Linked DNA regions of Mus musculus: regions 1, 2 and 3 are each linked to region 4. Evidence: chromatin contacts called from public Hi-C data. All regions are on one chromosome and are shown on one strand. Each heading gives the region's core, a stretch centred on a gene start, on an enhancer-like site or on the middle of the called end of the contact. The rest is flanking DNA. Distances are from core to core; before and after follow the strand shown.

Region 1 (3,567 bases), core at 27-2,526, 1.3 Mb after region 4:
ACCTGAAAATTTACTGACAGAAAAACTACAGTTTCTAGGAAAGGCCCCTCCGGAGAAAAGTACATTACCTTCTGAATGCTGTAAGAGGCCTTAAGTCACAACTCAACTTTCATAAATTGATACCAAAAAATCAGGGTGTGGCATGTTAGCAATCTCAAGGTCACGCTTTAAAAACCAACCCAAGTTAGAAAATTCTTGAAATACAGACAGCAATCCATGTCTGTCAAAGTAAACAAGTGTAAGCTGAGGTTTCCCGAAAAAAAAAAAAAAAGAAAGAAAGAAAGAAAGTTGATAGCTCATACCTCGATGCATTGCTGTGTAGCGAACTGTCCTCCTCTTGGCTTTTGTCCTTATTTCTCATCATCTTTTAATTCTTAAATATTAAGGGGGAGGGGGAATCTGTGTTTGCTTTGAAGTCCTGTGCCCAGGTATTTACTGTCAAAAGTTGAAAGAAAGGTGAGGTCCCAGCTTCTGCGGATGGTTTTATTATCAGGAACAAAGTCCTGACGATGTTAGCGATATTCATGTAATGCAACAACGATAAACACCAGAAAAACAAAATATTTCTATTTTTCCGTTTTAAAATGAGAGGGGGATAAACTGAACGACAGAAGCATCACTATCAATAAGGAAAGTTTCTCAAAAGTAACACACTGGATACAAATAACAATCTCTCTATCTTATTGCGTCATCCAGGAATTTCTCATATTTACAGTAAATAAAGCCAAGTTCAACATTAATTTTTTTAAAATTATCACTGATTATCATGGACTTACCTGATCCATGTAGTAGGTCCAAAGCAAGAGTCCTATCTAGTAGTAGAAAAATATCCGATCCAAAATAATTTTTAAAAACGCAAAATTCTCCGTTAAAAAACAAAAAGTAAATGAAATAATCCTCAAATATGTTGACTTGTCAAAAAATAAAGCAATAATTAATACTAAAACAGGTCCGGAAGGGGAAAAAAAAACCTCATTAGGAGAGCGCACAAAAATGGAGGTGCGCCATGGCTTCTAAGCTGGAAAAAACAACGACCTGGGCTCTCAATACGGCAGCTTCTTCCAACAAGGCACGAAAAGAAAGCTCCTAAAAGCAGCTTTTCTCCCAAAAAAAGGTTCGGATCGACCCCAGTAAGTCACTAGAAGAGGCAGGGGGCTGCGGGGGCCCCCTGAGGCTGCCCGAAAGTTAGGGAAAGTTGCGTAAAGTGAACCGAAGCAGGGAGCAAAGCGCGCTCTCTCTAAGGCACAGCCGCCATCTAGAGCCTCCTTCCCAGCTCTGAGAGCTCTGCCTTTGATTGACACTCTCTACATTTACCCCACAACTCAGGTGATGTACCATAGACCCACCCCTTCATCTCCACCAAAAAAAAAAAAAAAAGAAAGAAAGAAAGAAAAAGAACCAGATTCTCCATCCAAGAGAGCCAGAAGACCCCCAACTCCACACCTCCCTGCCCCTCCAGACCACTCCATCAGAGGGAGGGGGAAGGGCTTCTTAACCCCCTCTGGCTCAAGCACCCTTTTTAAGCCAGAGAGAAATGTAATTTGTTCCTTTTGTCTAAAGATCTGCTAAATATTTCAGTCCTTGAGCTAAAATAACTTCCTCCCTGGACAGGAAGTGGAGTTTTATCAAGCCATTTTGAAATAAAGATAATTTCAAGAGACTCTAAAGCTCAGTTTAAGAACTAATCTTTAAAATAATTAACACCCCACCATGGGTAAAATGGCTTGTAAATAGAAGCAACATTTCAACACCATAAATTAAATCAACTCTTGCCTTCTTTATGGTGCCTAAAAACATCTAAAGATTAAGGGGGAATTTTCCACCTCAACTGGAAGGAAGGGGTAATTTTTTACAACTCAAGAGCGCCTCCCTAGTGTTCAACTGCAGTAGAGCAAAAGTTAATACAACCATTTTCCCCCCCAGAAGAAACAAACTTCTTTGTAAACCATTAATCTTGGAAGTGCCACACATCAAACATATTTACTTCTTACATATATTTGGGCATAATTAATAACTTCGAATTCAAGAAATTACACCAACCTTGGTCACCTTTAAATCAAACACTCAACCTCAACTCCAAAATCAAAAGAACCCTTTCACTCATGTTTGAAATCGAATTCTAAGTACACTCACATTTCATCAATCACCGCCACTTAAATAGGCCACATCTACCAGCCAATTATCAACTGTCAAAGACAAACCCCCTCCAGATGGAAGCACGAGGTCTATAGAAACAAAATTACAAATGCAACAAAGTATTCTCTCCCATGCACACAAGTAACCAACCACATACAAATGCCGAAAAAACTAAAAACATTCCTTTACTGAACCCTACTGGTCAAAACCATGACACTCCAGCAAACGAATTCATTTTAGTTTCACTACCAAACGTAATTATGTTAAATCTAAGAAAATGTAAAAAATCAGTTTCAAGTCTACAAACATATTTCCATCAAAATCCAAAAACTCAAGTTTTCAATTTACAAATATCAACCACCTCACATCATCCAAAGAACAAACACTGCATCTGTATTAACCACAGATGTGTATTCTAAGGTAGTTTACATTAATAACAGACTATTTCATTCTTTGTTCTATATACTGAGAAAAACACCACCAATCGTCATTTGGTCAACAAAGTCCCCATCACTGCTTTATCAAATTTATTACCAAAGTAGCAATCAATGAAAATCTGGCATTTGATTTCAACCATGGGTAACCAATCTAAAGCATGGTATAATTCATTTAAACTCCCAACTGCACAAAACAAGAAAAACAAGAATTTTTTTCAAATGTAAATAAATTACACTGTCATATTAGGTAAGCCCTTTAATGTATACCCAAAGACTTTAAAAATACACCTCTAATATAAGACAATACAATACAAATTAGTATAACTCAAATATTCAGATGAGCATTTCACATGGCAAAGGACGACTTTCATCAACAAAAATTGAAAGACACTGAGACTGTCTTGGACTATACAGGAAATGAGACCAGCACTTTGTTTTATATTATATATTCACTATAATCTCCTGACACATTCAAAGTTACCATTACCCAATGATTAAAATGCAAGATATTTTGAAATGACCCAAACTCAAAGGAATTTATTCAAACCCTATAATAAAAAGCCAGCCAAACTGGGTGTATATAGCTTTAATCCCAGCACTCAGGAGGCAGAGGCAGGAAGATCACTGCAAATTCCAGGCCTGGCTGGTCTACAGACAGAGTTGCAGGACAGCCAAGGATACACAGAGAAACCCTGTCCTGAAAAAATAAAAAATAAATAAAAATAATTTTTTTTTTAAATAGAAGAAAGGGGGAAGGGGGAGAGAGAATATATCTATTTTAACCAAAGGACCATTCCACTTAATCACGGGAAAAATCCAGGTTTTCTAATACACATAAATCCCAAACAAACAAAACCATTCCATTTTACCAGCTTTATTTAGTATACTTTAATGAAAAGCAGCAGCTATAAAGGTCAAAATGTTATCAAGGTAAAATGAACATTTAATGAAAACGTCCACTGAAAAAATTTATAAAAGGCCCAAACTGAGAAAT
Region 2 (3,644 bases), core at 1,027-3,526, 1.1 Mb after region 4:
AGTATGGAACAAGTGGCATTAATAGTCCTTGTCTTCACCCCCCCATGCTCATCAAGGTAAATCACTCTGGCTTCCGCCACTGACCCAAGGTTGAGCTGAGATCAATCCCTCTTGGTCTAGGAAGTGGACTGTTTATACCCCAAAATGAGGGAAAAAAACCTATCAGCTACTTTCTAACAATGGCTTTTGAATTGTGAAATGTTGGTCATGTCCAAAGAGCATTTTAAAAACCCAGGGGGTGGAGGGAGGTCGGCCATGGCAGCTGCCATCTTCCAGTAACTCGCCAAAATGGCGAACACAAAGGGAAAGAGGAGAGTCACTGGGTACATGTTCTCTAGGCCTTTTAGGAAACATGGAGTTGTTCCTTTGGCCACATACATGCAAATCTACAAGAAGGGTGATATTGTAGACATCAAGGGAATGTGCACTGATCAAAAAGAAATGCCCCATAAGTGTTACCACAGCAAACCCAGGAGAGTCTACAATGTCACTAGCATGCCATGGGCATAATTGTAAACAAGCAAGTTAAGGGCAAGATGTTGGCCGAGAGGATCAATGTGCGGATTGAGCACATCAAGCACTCAAAGAGCAGAGACAACTCCTGAAGCGGGTGAAGGAGAACGATCAGAAGAAAACGGAAGCTAAGGAGAAGGGCACCTGGGCTCAGCTGAAGGGCCAGCCTGTGCCATCCAGAGAAGCACTCTTTGTGAGGACTACGGAAAAGAGCCGGAGATTTTGGAGCCCATTGCATGTAGATTCGTGGCCTAATGTACAAAAAGGAAATAAACGACTAAGACTGCAAAGTGTTAAAACAAAACAAAACAAAACAACCAAAACCCAAGGGGGAGGAGGAAGAAAATGACCCAAGTGATAACAATTATTGTGCCTCTGCTATACACCAGGCTCTCCTGGGTGCTGAGGATGGCATGATGACCCCAAGGTGGTTCCTGATCTCTTGAGTATGATGAGAAGGCCACAAATAAAGGTATAATTACAGATTGATGTCAGAGCTAGGGAAAACAACACCTGGGATTTGAGAATTGGGGACAGGGTTGGAGGAGTGTCCCCAAGCAGAGGATGATAGAGTACAAAAAGGAAATGTAAACACACACACACACTTTCTTGTACAACTCCCTTATTTATAGACAAGGAAACTGAGGCTCAGCAGACCTAAAAGATTTGTCCAAGGTCGAGGCTAATTTTAGAAACGGGGCCAACTGCAAGGCCCAATCCCTTCCTGCTAAAAGCACATGGAGTTTATTTATAGCTCAGTTATAGACTAGTCTAATTCATTTGGCCAATAAACGCAGAACATTGAGTTCAAAACCACATCCCTTAAGACCACAGCATAAATAACGACGAGGGTCTTAATACGGACGATACCTTTTCATTAAATACAGAGTTCTCATCCTATCAAAATTCCAGCGCTTGGTTCAGATTAAGAGAAGATCGGGTCGTAACCCCTGTATAAAATATCCTGGCAGCGCTAACTGTTCAGTGATAATTTGAGTGTGAGCTGTGTGTCCCGGCTGACTTCACACCCCAGCTAGGGTTTCAGACCTATACGTGGTGTTGGGGTGAGACCCTGGAGATGAGCTGCTGGCGGCTGGCTGTGCTCTCCACTGTGTGCGTGAGCTGCATGAAGAATCCTTTTGAGAAGCCCGGAGTTTCCTCTGGCAATCTATGCGAGAAGGGTGCGGGGCGGGGGAGGAAGACGCTGTGACCGGAGGTTACCTCTGAGCTGGACTGCAGAGGGAGGGGTGGGGGAGTACAAGACAGTCTGTTTACTCCAGACTGCGTGTATTCGCGCACTGTGCATGCAATATACATATTATTTATTTTTTCCAATAAGATTCTAAATAGGAGTAAAATCCCTATAGAACAAAGGTGACTTTCGGCAGATGTCAATATTTATCCACGATTGGAAACCTCTAACCACCGTAGGCTCCCAGGTTGAAAACGTGGACTCCAAGCCACCTGGCTCAGGGTTAAGAAAGTTGGATGCGTTAGCGGAAGGGAGGGTCGCTGCACTTGCTGCTCGAACCCTGGGATCGCGAGCCCGCAGGGAGAGTGTGCGCTTTCTGCAGGCTCACCCCCTACGTCCTCACACACCCACTAGCGCGGATCAGCAAGGGTGGGACCGCGGCGGGGCGGGGCCTTTGGAGCCCAGACCCCACCCCTCCCCCTCCCTCTGCTCCGCTCCGCCCGCGCTCGCCCCCCCGCCCGCTCCCGGGGTGCCCGGCCCGCCCCCTCCCTGCCGCGCGCAAACGAACCTCGCGACGCCGCGCTCAGCGGTGGCGGTGGCGGCGACAGGCCGGGCGAGGCAGCAGGTTAGCCCGGGCCGCCCTACTCTGCAGGCGTCTCGGAACTGCAAGCTACGCCGCCCGAGCCCTGCGCCCGGGAAGCACTGGCCAGCCGGCCGCTCCTGAGGCTCGCTCCTCCAGGCGCTCGCAGGCATGCAGCCGGGGAGCAGGCGGAGCGCCCCGGGTCGCTACTGAGTCCGCTGAGCTGCGGGGACCAGCGCCAGCCGGGCCCCTCCCACCTCACCCAGGGGCCCACGAGCGACCGCCCTACACCTAGTCTTCGCGCGCAGCCCCGCCAGCGCCAACCCCCCGCGGGCTGGAGGGGCTCATGCAGCCGCCAAGGTAAGCGCGGACAGCGGGGGCACGGGGTCCTGAGGTCCCCAAGGCGCTGCGGACACTTGCGCTCCGCCGCCTCACTGATTAGTGGCTCCCCCAACCCGGTGTCTCATCTCACACACTTAGGGTTTTGCCTCGGATGACTCGCCTTCGCACTTGGCAGCAGGAAAGTTTTGTGGTTTGGTGTTTTTTCTTTTCCCCCAGCCCCCTAAGATGCTGCCATGAGGGCAGTAGGCGCTGCGCGTGGCTGGGCAGACCCGGCGCCTGTCCCACCCACTGTGTACCGCCTGGAGCTCTCTCTCCTGCGCGGCCACCTCTTCCGGAGGCGAGAGCCCCCCTGACCCACAGAGCTCTTGACAGATCTGATCACCCCGCTGACCCACGGTGAAACCGGATTCTCTCACTTAACCCAGGCCCGGGTTGCAGAAGCTGGAAATGAACGCACCTGCCCCGGGGCCGTCGGCATTGTACATTGTACAGTGTGAGTGACCCTTGCTTAGGAGCGTCCGGTGTGCTAGACTTGGGGTGGTGGCTAAGGGGCAAGGGTCCCAAAAGGTCCGACGTTCCTAAGAGGAAGGCAAGGCACCACGAGGACTCAGCGCCTGACTTGAGCCATGGCTCATCCCTGAGTGTTAACTAGGGGTAGAGGGACAGGTGTATTGGGGGACCGGTGCAAATATGAATGACACTTGGATGCAACTCTTGATTGCATCTTACTAGAGTAGTTGCATTAGATTTTCTCGACGAGGGAGTCAGTTTCCTGAGACTGGAACTTTAATGGGAGCCTGTGTGCTGTTATTATGTGGTGTGGTTTCGGAAGGCGTTGGATTGTATTTATTTTATAAATTGGGTGTCTTGAAGCGGATGGATTAGGGGAAATATCGCCATCTAGCGGAAATGGTGATCTGTACCTTCCTCACAAGCCATGAAGTTGGGCGTTCTCAAAGTTCCCCTATATGAGGAGATGGAGAGATGGGAACTAGCCAACGTGTCCAGAAAGACTGT
Region 3 (3,242 bases), core at 130-2,629, 1.3 Mb after region 4:
CTAAGCACACCTCGACTTTTATACGTGCAACAAATGCAACAAATATGGCCCCTCTTCATCGCCCATCAATGGCAGTCTTACTTCAGGATTTACACTAAGTAACTTAAAGAGCTCTGCTTTTAGAATATTTCTTAACTTTTACGGCCAAGGTTTCTAATAGTATACACTCTCTTTTAAACAAGATGAATTTTAACTTGTAAAGGGTCGGAACCGCCTCAAGTTAGATTTAACATTCAAGTGAGAAGTTGCTGATAACGGCTTTACCTACTCATTTAAAAAAGTATCAAACAGTACGGTTATGTTCAAGTATCAGGATGTCAAATGGTCTTAACGAAAGTTCTCGGTAAAAATAAGCTGTATTCATCAAACGCCATCATCTTGCACCATAATTATCAAATCTACTTCCTTTAAACTGCCTTGTTGCCGTCGTCATTTTTGAAATACTAGATGCACTCCTGTAACTTGCCTTTTCTAAAAGACAACAAACGTCACGGACGTTTAACAAGCTGAAAGGTACCTTTGCATCTAGAACACTAACAGCCGTTCTCAAAAGCAGCTTAGAAAGAGTTAAAAGCCAACACCCAACAGGGAGAAGGGGGGAAAAAGACAAGTTTTATTTTGGTTTAAGCGAAGTGAGAGGTTCCATTGTTCTTTTAGATCCGACCCCAAAGATGGGTTCCCACCTCACTGGAAAAGATTTTTAAAAGCCCATCAACGGAGGATTGTTGTTATTTCTCGCTAAGTATCGAAGTAACTCACCAGAGCAAGCAGGGGTTCCACGGCGCGGCCGCCGCCCTCTCCCCGCTGGCTCGGACCGCAGCGCGGCGCCCGGCTGGGTATGCAGCGGGAACGCGGTGGCCCGACCCCGTGCTCCCGTGGCATCGGCCCTCCGCGGCAGTGCCCGGGGCTGCGTGTGCAGAGCCAGCCGGCAGCCACCCGCCGCCCCTCCCGCCCGCGCTCAAGGACGTCGTGCTTTTCCTCCCAAGGACAAAGGACAATAAAGGGAGCAGGGGAGCTACTCACCGGGTCGAAGCGCGGCCCCTGCCGCCATCGGCTCGCTCTTCCTCGCGTGTCCAGGACGGGTCGCCCGCCGCAGCCTCCCGCCCGCGGCGCGAAGCCGCCTCCCGGCCGCGCGCGACACCAGCACCGCCGCTGCCGCAGCGGAGCCACGGGCGTCGTGGGCCCGGCCTCCCCGGGCGCTCCGGCCGCGAGCTCCCACATCGCGCGCGGCCGCCTCGCCCCAGCCGCGGCCTCCCCGCTCTCCCAGAGCCCTCCAGGACGCCGGGGTAGCGCTCCCAGCGCAGCGGCGAGCCCACGGGCCGCGGCAGACCGCCTGACAGCTGGGCTTGCTGCTGCCTCTCCGGCCATCTTGTGCCGTGTGTGGTGTCTCTCCCGTCTCCTCGCTCGGCTTTCCTCCCTCCTCCTCCTCCCCCCGCCCCACACACCACACAACATGGCCTCTTCGCTGCGGCGGGAGCTGCGGCGGCGGCTAGAGCTCCGCGGCGCTCCAGCTCGCTCCCCTCCCCCAACCTCCCGCCTGCAGCTCCGGGACCCCCAGTGCGCACGCGCGCCGACACCCGCCCGCGGCGGCCATTGGCTGGGCTAGCTTCCTGCCCTCGCTTCCCGGAGCGGCATCACGCACTTCGTTCGTACCTTCCTCCCGCCCCAACTGCATACTATTGGTCAGTTCTGAACCCACCGCTTCCATGTTCTCAGCACCAATAGGGCTTATTTAATGCCAATCATAGCCCGTGGGCGTTTCAGGAGAGAAGTCCTGACCTGCGATTGGCAGATAGTGAAACTCTGGGTTTGCGGGGAGAGACGTAACTTTCTGCTCCGCAGTGCGGACCCTCGAAGGTAGTTTGTGTACGGACGAGCCATTAAAAGCTAACCTTTCCTGTTTCTGACTTGAGATTTTTTTCGTCCACAAAGGAAGAGGAAGTGATAGAGCGAAAACGACATGATTGACAAGATAAGCAAAAACTGCAGAACCTTCCTTCTTGGGCAAGCGCCATAGCCTCAGGATTTTTTGCCCCTAAGGAACCAGACCACAGGCAGGTTATGACCAGCACATTCGCTAACCTAATATCTGACTTGATATACCACTTATTTGAGGTAATCTAGTAGCATGCCCAGTAGTCCTGAGGGCCTAACAAACCAGCCTCTTAATTCTGATTAGCTGGATCCCACATTTTAGGGCAGCGTTGTTGAAGTGGTAGTTTAAACATGTCTATCCAGCTTTCCCCCAGAGAATTACACAGTACAAGCTTCATTTCCTCTCAAAAACTCCACTCTTTTACATTTCTTCTTCCCACTTCTGCCTGGAAACAAGTTTAGGCAGAATACAAATGAATCTCTGAACCGTCTGTCCTCAAGTATCTAAGGAAGTTGTTCTCGCACAGAAGCGGAATGTGGAAATGTTTCTTTTGGCAAGGGGCTAGGGGAAAAGAAAATATGCTATTAGTTTCCATGAGGGAAAAACACTTTTAAGAAGGGGCTTGCTTGTTGAGATGAGAGGAACAGTTCTAAAATTCTCTTGAAACTTAGTTTGCTCCTGGGTTAAAAATCACATTACTTGATCATGGACCACAAAAGTCGTTCTAGTTCCCTTTTGGAGGGGTGTGGAATCAGGTCTCTTTAACATAGTGTTGGCTGTCCTGATGTTTTTTAACGTTAATTTGAGCGTGTGTATGTGTCTGTCTGTCTGTCCACATTAAGTGTCACAGCACTTAATGTACACAGGAGGTGAAAGGACACAGTATAGGAGTCGCTTCTCTCCTACATCAGGCTTGTCAGCATAGCACCTTTTACAGGTGAACCTCAGGTTGACCCTTCAAACCCTTGCTTAAAAAAAAAAAATTACACTGAGGCTGGAGAGACGGTTCAGTGATTAAGATCTCATGTACTGCTTCTCTTCCGGGAGACCTGAGCTCAGTTTCCAGCACCCACATAAGGTGACTGGAAACTAGCAGTAAGTCCAAATCCAGGGGTACCTCTGCGATGCCTTCCTCCTAGAGCACCTGCGCTCCCGTGCACACACACCCACATAGACACATGTACAGATAAGTTTAAAATTAATAGAAATAGAATTTGGAGAATAAAAATCATATACTAAAGGTGAAGAGATGACTCAGCAGTGAAGAGAACTGACTGCTCTTCCAGAGGACCTCGGGTCAATTCCTAGCACCCACATCATAGCTCAGAACTGTCGTTAATTTCCAGTTCCAGGGGATCCCATGCCC
Region 4 (3,615 bases), core at 941-3,440:
AATCAACTGCAACCTCTGAGATTGGGACCAAAATAAACCTTTCTTTTTCATTTTCTTTCTTTTCTTCTTCTTTTTTTTTTTTTTTTTTTTTTTTGGTTTTTCGAGACAGGGTTTCTCTGTGTAGCCCTGGCTGTCCTGAAACTCATTTTGTAGACCAGGCTGACCTCGAACTCAGAAATGCGCCTGCCTCTGCCTCCTGAGTGCTGGGAGTATATTTTGACATAGTAATGAGATGCTATGTGGTAACATACAACAGAAAAACAATTTATATAATAGTCATCCAAACATTTTGAGTAAATGAGAAAACTTATTAAAAGAATAAATGAATAAACAAACAGACAAACATAGCTTGTTCTTGCCACAGCTATTTTGGGGTGGCACAGTTGTCATTAAAATATGCAGTTGCCAGCCATGTATATATTAGCAACACTGCCTAGACTTAGCAAATTCTACAAAGAGACAAGATGTTGAAGATACATTCAGCAGGACATTTGAGGAGTGAAATGTAGTCTGGAATTCATATTTATGATTAGATAGATAGATAGATAGATAGATAGATAGACAGACAGACAGAGAGAGAGAGAGAGAGAGAGAGAGAGATAGAAAATAGGTCCCATTTAGTAGGTAGAATAAGATTCACTTAGTCCTCTACTAGTGAGCAATGCAAAAGTAGAGAAGACTTGGTACAGCATTGGAAAGACTAGCTGGTAGCACTTGAGACTCTAATTTGTTTGTGCATGGCTGATATCTGTATTCTTAACCACTATGTGTGGCTGGAGATAAAAGAAGAGAGAAAGCTGGCTCCAACTTCTCAGTCTGGAGGTCACAGCAGCATCAATGCCAGCTGCACCTTATGATCACACCTAAATAGCTGGAATGCTGGGCCGAGGGACAGTAGGTGGCCTGAAGGAAGCCTGAAGGAAAAAAGGACAGAGATTGTAGAGTCCTCTACTGCTGAGCCACCATGCTGGGGAAAAAAAAAAAAAAAAAAAAAAAAAAAAGCAAGCCCTGGAAAAACCTTTACCAAGGAACTTGCATTTCATTATCTCAAGAGAGCTACAGACATTTTAGTAATTAAAATAGCCAAGAATATTCCAATGGTTCGGGTAAAGGATGGTGGCACTTCAGAAGGAGAACACTGAAACAGGGTCATTAACATGCTCCTGAGATAAAGCATGCGACGCTGTGGTAAGCAATCACACTTGAAGGATGAGGTTCTAGGAAAAAGGAGAACTGGGAAGCCAGAGGTCAGCACAGTCTTCACTAATAGCTATCAGAATTTAGAGACAACCATTTCACTACAGAGAGAACGGCATGGGGGAGCTTAGACTAGAACTATCTACTACGTGTGCCCATCATAATCAGGGTGCAAGTGATTCGTGTTTTGTGGCTATAGTGACCTAAGCAAGCTACATTAGTTATTCTTCCTGTAACGAAACACCTGAGGTGTATAACTTAAGGTTTATTTGGGCACATGATTTCAGAAGCCTATGGTCATTTGTCCCTGCTACTCTGGGTCTACGGGAATATAGGGGTGTTATTGTGAGACTATAAGAAAAATGAATCCCATTCACATGAATCTAACCTAGAATCAAAGACAGGGAGCTAAGAAGAAGGCACCAGAGCCTGAATAGCCTCTTCAAAAGGACTATGACCCAACTCTCCTCCCCTGCCACTATGCCTCACCAGCTAACATAAAACACCTCCCAAAAGACCACGGAGTGGAGACCAAACCCTCAACACACATGTCTTTGGGGGACATTCAGGGCCTTAACTACATCATAAACCTTTATAAGTAATTTTGTCTCAAAACAGCAGAAACCTTTTTTTTTAAGAGTTCATAGAGTATGAGATTCTCAACAGAATCTTGTCACATTTCCAACAGAATAATGCACAGATCCAATGTCCCTACTATGAAAAATCTTCTGCCAGGTTTGCAGAAAGCAGAATTTAAGGTTTAACAAAGGAAGCATGCCTTGCAACCATATAAAATTCAAACCACGTATAGTCTATAGATAGCTCAGAAATGGCACCTGTGGAGATCAGGTAGCAGCCTGAAAGCCAGTAAGAAACAAAAGTACTTTCCATTTTCAGAAGTATTTTTTTAGTTTCGGGGGCAGGAGAGTAAGTGGTTTATAAACCAGGAGAAACATCTGCAGTCACAAACCAGCAGCAGAAACAGATGCAGAAGGCCCACTTCCGTTTTCTGACCACCACCTGGCACCAGGCACCAGGCCACACCCTGTGTTCTCTCTGAAGTGGGAGGAGTCAAATTTCAATGAGTTTTCTTCAGGATCCTAGCAACCTCTTCTCCAGCTACCATTCATTTGTGGGGTGTGGGCAACTTTCAATAGACCTGCAAACCTGTCCTGGCCCAGGAGGCATAAGGGGTACCCCAGAATGGACCAAGGATGCCTATAGTACAGTTCCATGATAGGAAAAGAAAATACTGAGACTTCCACTCAGAACTACTTTATGGGCTTCCCCCCCTTAATTTCCTTTCTGTATATGTTTAATAATGCATCATCATGCTGTAAAACATAAACATAGTCATAAGTTAATATGAAAACTCCCGAGTCTGCTTCTAAGGTTCCATGATCAAGAAAATTTAATGTTTTAGAAAAGATGAATAGCTAAACCCTTCAGTCTGCTGTAAAACAAACTTTTAAAAACAGCAGCAGCAGCAATGCCACAAAAAGAATTTGGTTTCCCCTTTAGGCAAAGACTATTTTAGGAACAGTGTCTCTCCTTTCAGAAAATAAAATCAGGCAGAGATCACTTTTCCAGCCAGCCAGGATGAGCTTAAACAGAGAAAATGATCAACTTTAAAAACATGCAGGTGTTATTTAAATAAGGGGTTCAGTCAGGACTGCTGGCACCTCTACAAAAGGGTGTTTCTCTTGGGGACATTAATTTCAATAAGTGAGCTCGTTGGTCTCGATTGCACTGTGATATTTGCAAACTGCATTGTATGTTGCTTCCTTTGGCTTCCTCCATCCCATTTGTGTAATTTGTATTTTCAAAAGAAGATGCAGATGCCTTTCTTTTGCCTCGGGTAATAGGTGAGTGGAAGGGACAAAATAAATAAATAGAAGGGTGACTCTGCTGAAACAGGACACCATCATCATTCAGGCCCATGTGATTAAGCAAACACATTCTCCATCAGGTGTGGACAAAAAAACATCTGGTTAACTTACTTTAGCTATGACACTATATACAAATATTAGGATGGCCCTAACCTTTGAAGGTAATGAAAGGTCCATATGAGGAAATGAAAACAAATATTCTTAAACAGTGATGTTTTCACAAATACAGAACAACAATAACAAAAAAAGAAAGAAAGAAAGAAAGAAAGAAAGAGAGAGAGAGAGAGAGAGAGAGAGAGAGAAAGAGAGAAAGAGAGAAAGAGAGAAAGAGAGAAAGAGAAAGAGAGAAAGAGAGAAAGAGAGAAAGAGAGAAAGAGAGAAAGAGAGAAAGAGAGAAAGAGAGAAAGAGAGAAAGAGAGAAAGAGAGAAAGAGAGAGAGAGAGAGAGAGAAAGAGAGAAAGAGAGAAAGAGAGAAAGAGAGAAAGAGAGAAAGAGAGAAAGAAAGAAAGAAAGAAAGAAAGAAAGAAAG

What was found. Hi-C and Micro-C count contacts between places; a contact is called where the count stands out from the background.
Region 1: a Hi-C map of B cells shows a contact between it and region 4, with 12 read pairs. The contact joins the promoter of Chd2 here to the enhancer-like site in region 4. A contact is called at or near these places in 3 of 39 promoter capture datasets (liver and pre-B cells), 1 of 484 Hi-C or Micro-C datasets (B cells), 4 of 115 datasets of contacts at active chromatin or transcription factors (effector CD8 T cells, large pre-B cells, memory CD8 T cells and 1 more) and 1 of 9 other capture datasets (liver).
Region 2: a contact with region 4 is called in a Hi-C map of Th1 cells, with 5 times the contacts expected there. The contact joins the promoter of Rgma here to the enhancer-like site in region 4. A contact is called at or near these places in 4 of 39 promoter capture datasets (hippocampal neurons, liver and stem cell-derived epiblast-like cells), 3 of 484 Hi-C or Micro-C datasets (LSK cells, Th1 cells and liver), 2 of 115 datasets of contacts at active chromatin or transcription factors (embryonic forebrain and stem cell-derived neural progenitor cells) and 1 of 9 other capture datasets (embryonic stem cells).
Region 3: a Hi-C map of B cells shows a contact between it and region 4, with 8 read pairs. The contact joins the promoter of Chaserr here to the enhancer-like site in region 4. A contact is called at or near these places in 3 of 39 promoter capture datasets (liver and pre-B cells), 1 of 484 Hi-C or Micro-C datasets (B cells) and 4 of 115 datasets of contacts at active chromatin or transcription factors (hepatocytes, large pre-B cells, memory CD8 T cells and 1 more).

Annotation. Positions count from the first base shown.
Region 1 is chr7:73,540,470-73,544,036 of GRCm38.p6, forward strand. Chd2 (chromodomain helicase DNA binding protein 2) reads right to left here and starts at 1,277. Exons shown (of 39, transcript NM_001081345.2): 1 at 777-1,277; 2 at 303-435. The coding sequence starts at 364. Chaserr (CHD2 adjacent suppressive regulatory RNA) reads right to left here. Exons shown (of 5, transcript NR_037569.1): 5 at 1-3,567.
Region 2 is chr7:73,373,244-73,376,887 of GRCm38.p6, forward strand. Rgma (repulsive guidance molecule family member A) reads left to right here and starts at 2,277. Exons shown (of 4, transcript NM_177740.5): 1 at 2,277-2,645. The coding sequence starts at 2,632. A730056A06Rik (RIKEN cDNA A730056A06 gene) reads right to left here and starts at 2,531. Exons shown (of 2, transcript NR_040325.1): 1 at 2,274-2,531.
Region 3 is chr7:73,557,016-73,560,257 of GRCm38.p6, forward strand. Chaserr (CHD2 adjacent suppressive regulatory RNA) reads right to left here and starts at 1,380. Exons shown (of 5, transcript NR_037569.1): 1 at 1,024-1,380. RefSeq lists a cis regulatory region at 862-1,951.
Region 4 is chr7:72,278,736-72,282,350 of GRCm38.p6, forward strand. The region is part of intron 1 of Mctp2 (multiple C2 domains, transmembrane 2); the gene reads right to left. Among named protein-coding and RNA genes, the nearest start is that of Mctp2, 26 kb to the right of the region's middle. Within about 2 kb of position 2,191, at least 23 of the 459 cell types and tissues checked have an H3K27ac peak or open chromatin away from gene starts, as enhancers often do. A contact at or near this core is called in B cells, Th1 cells and memory CD8 T cells, where this site is marked.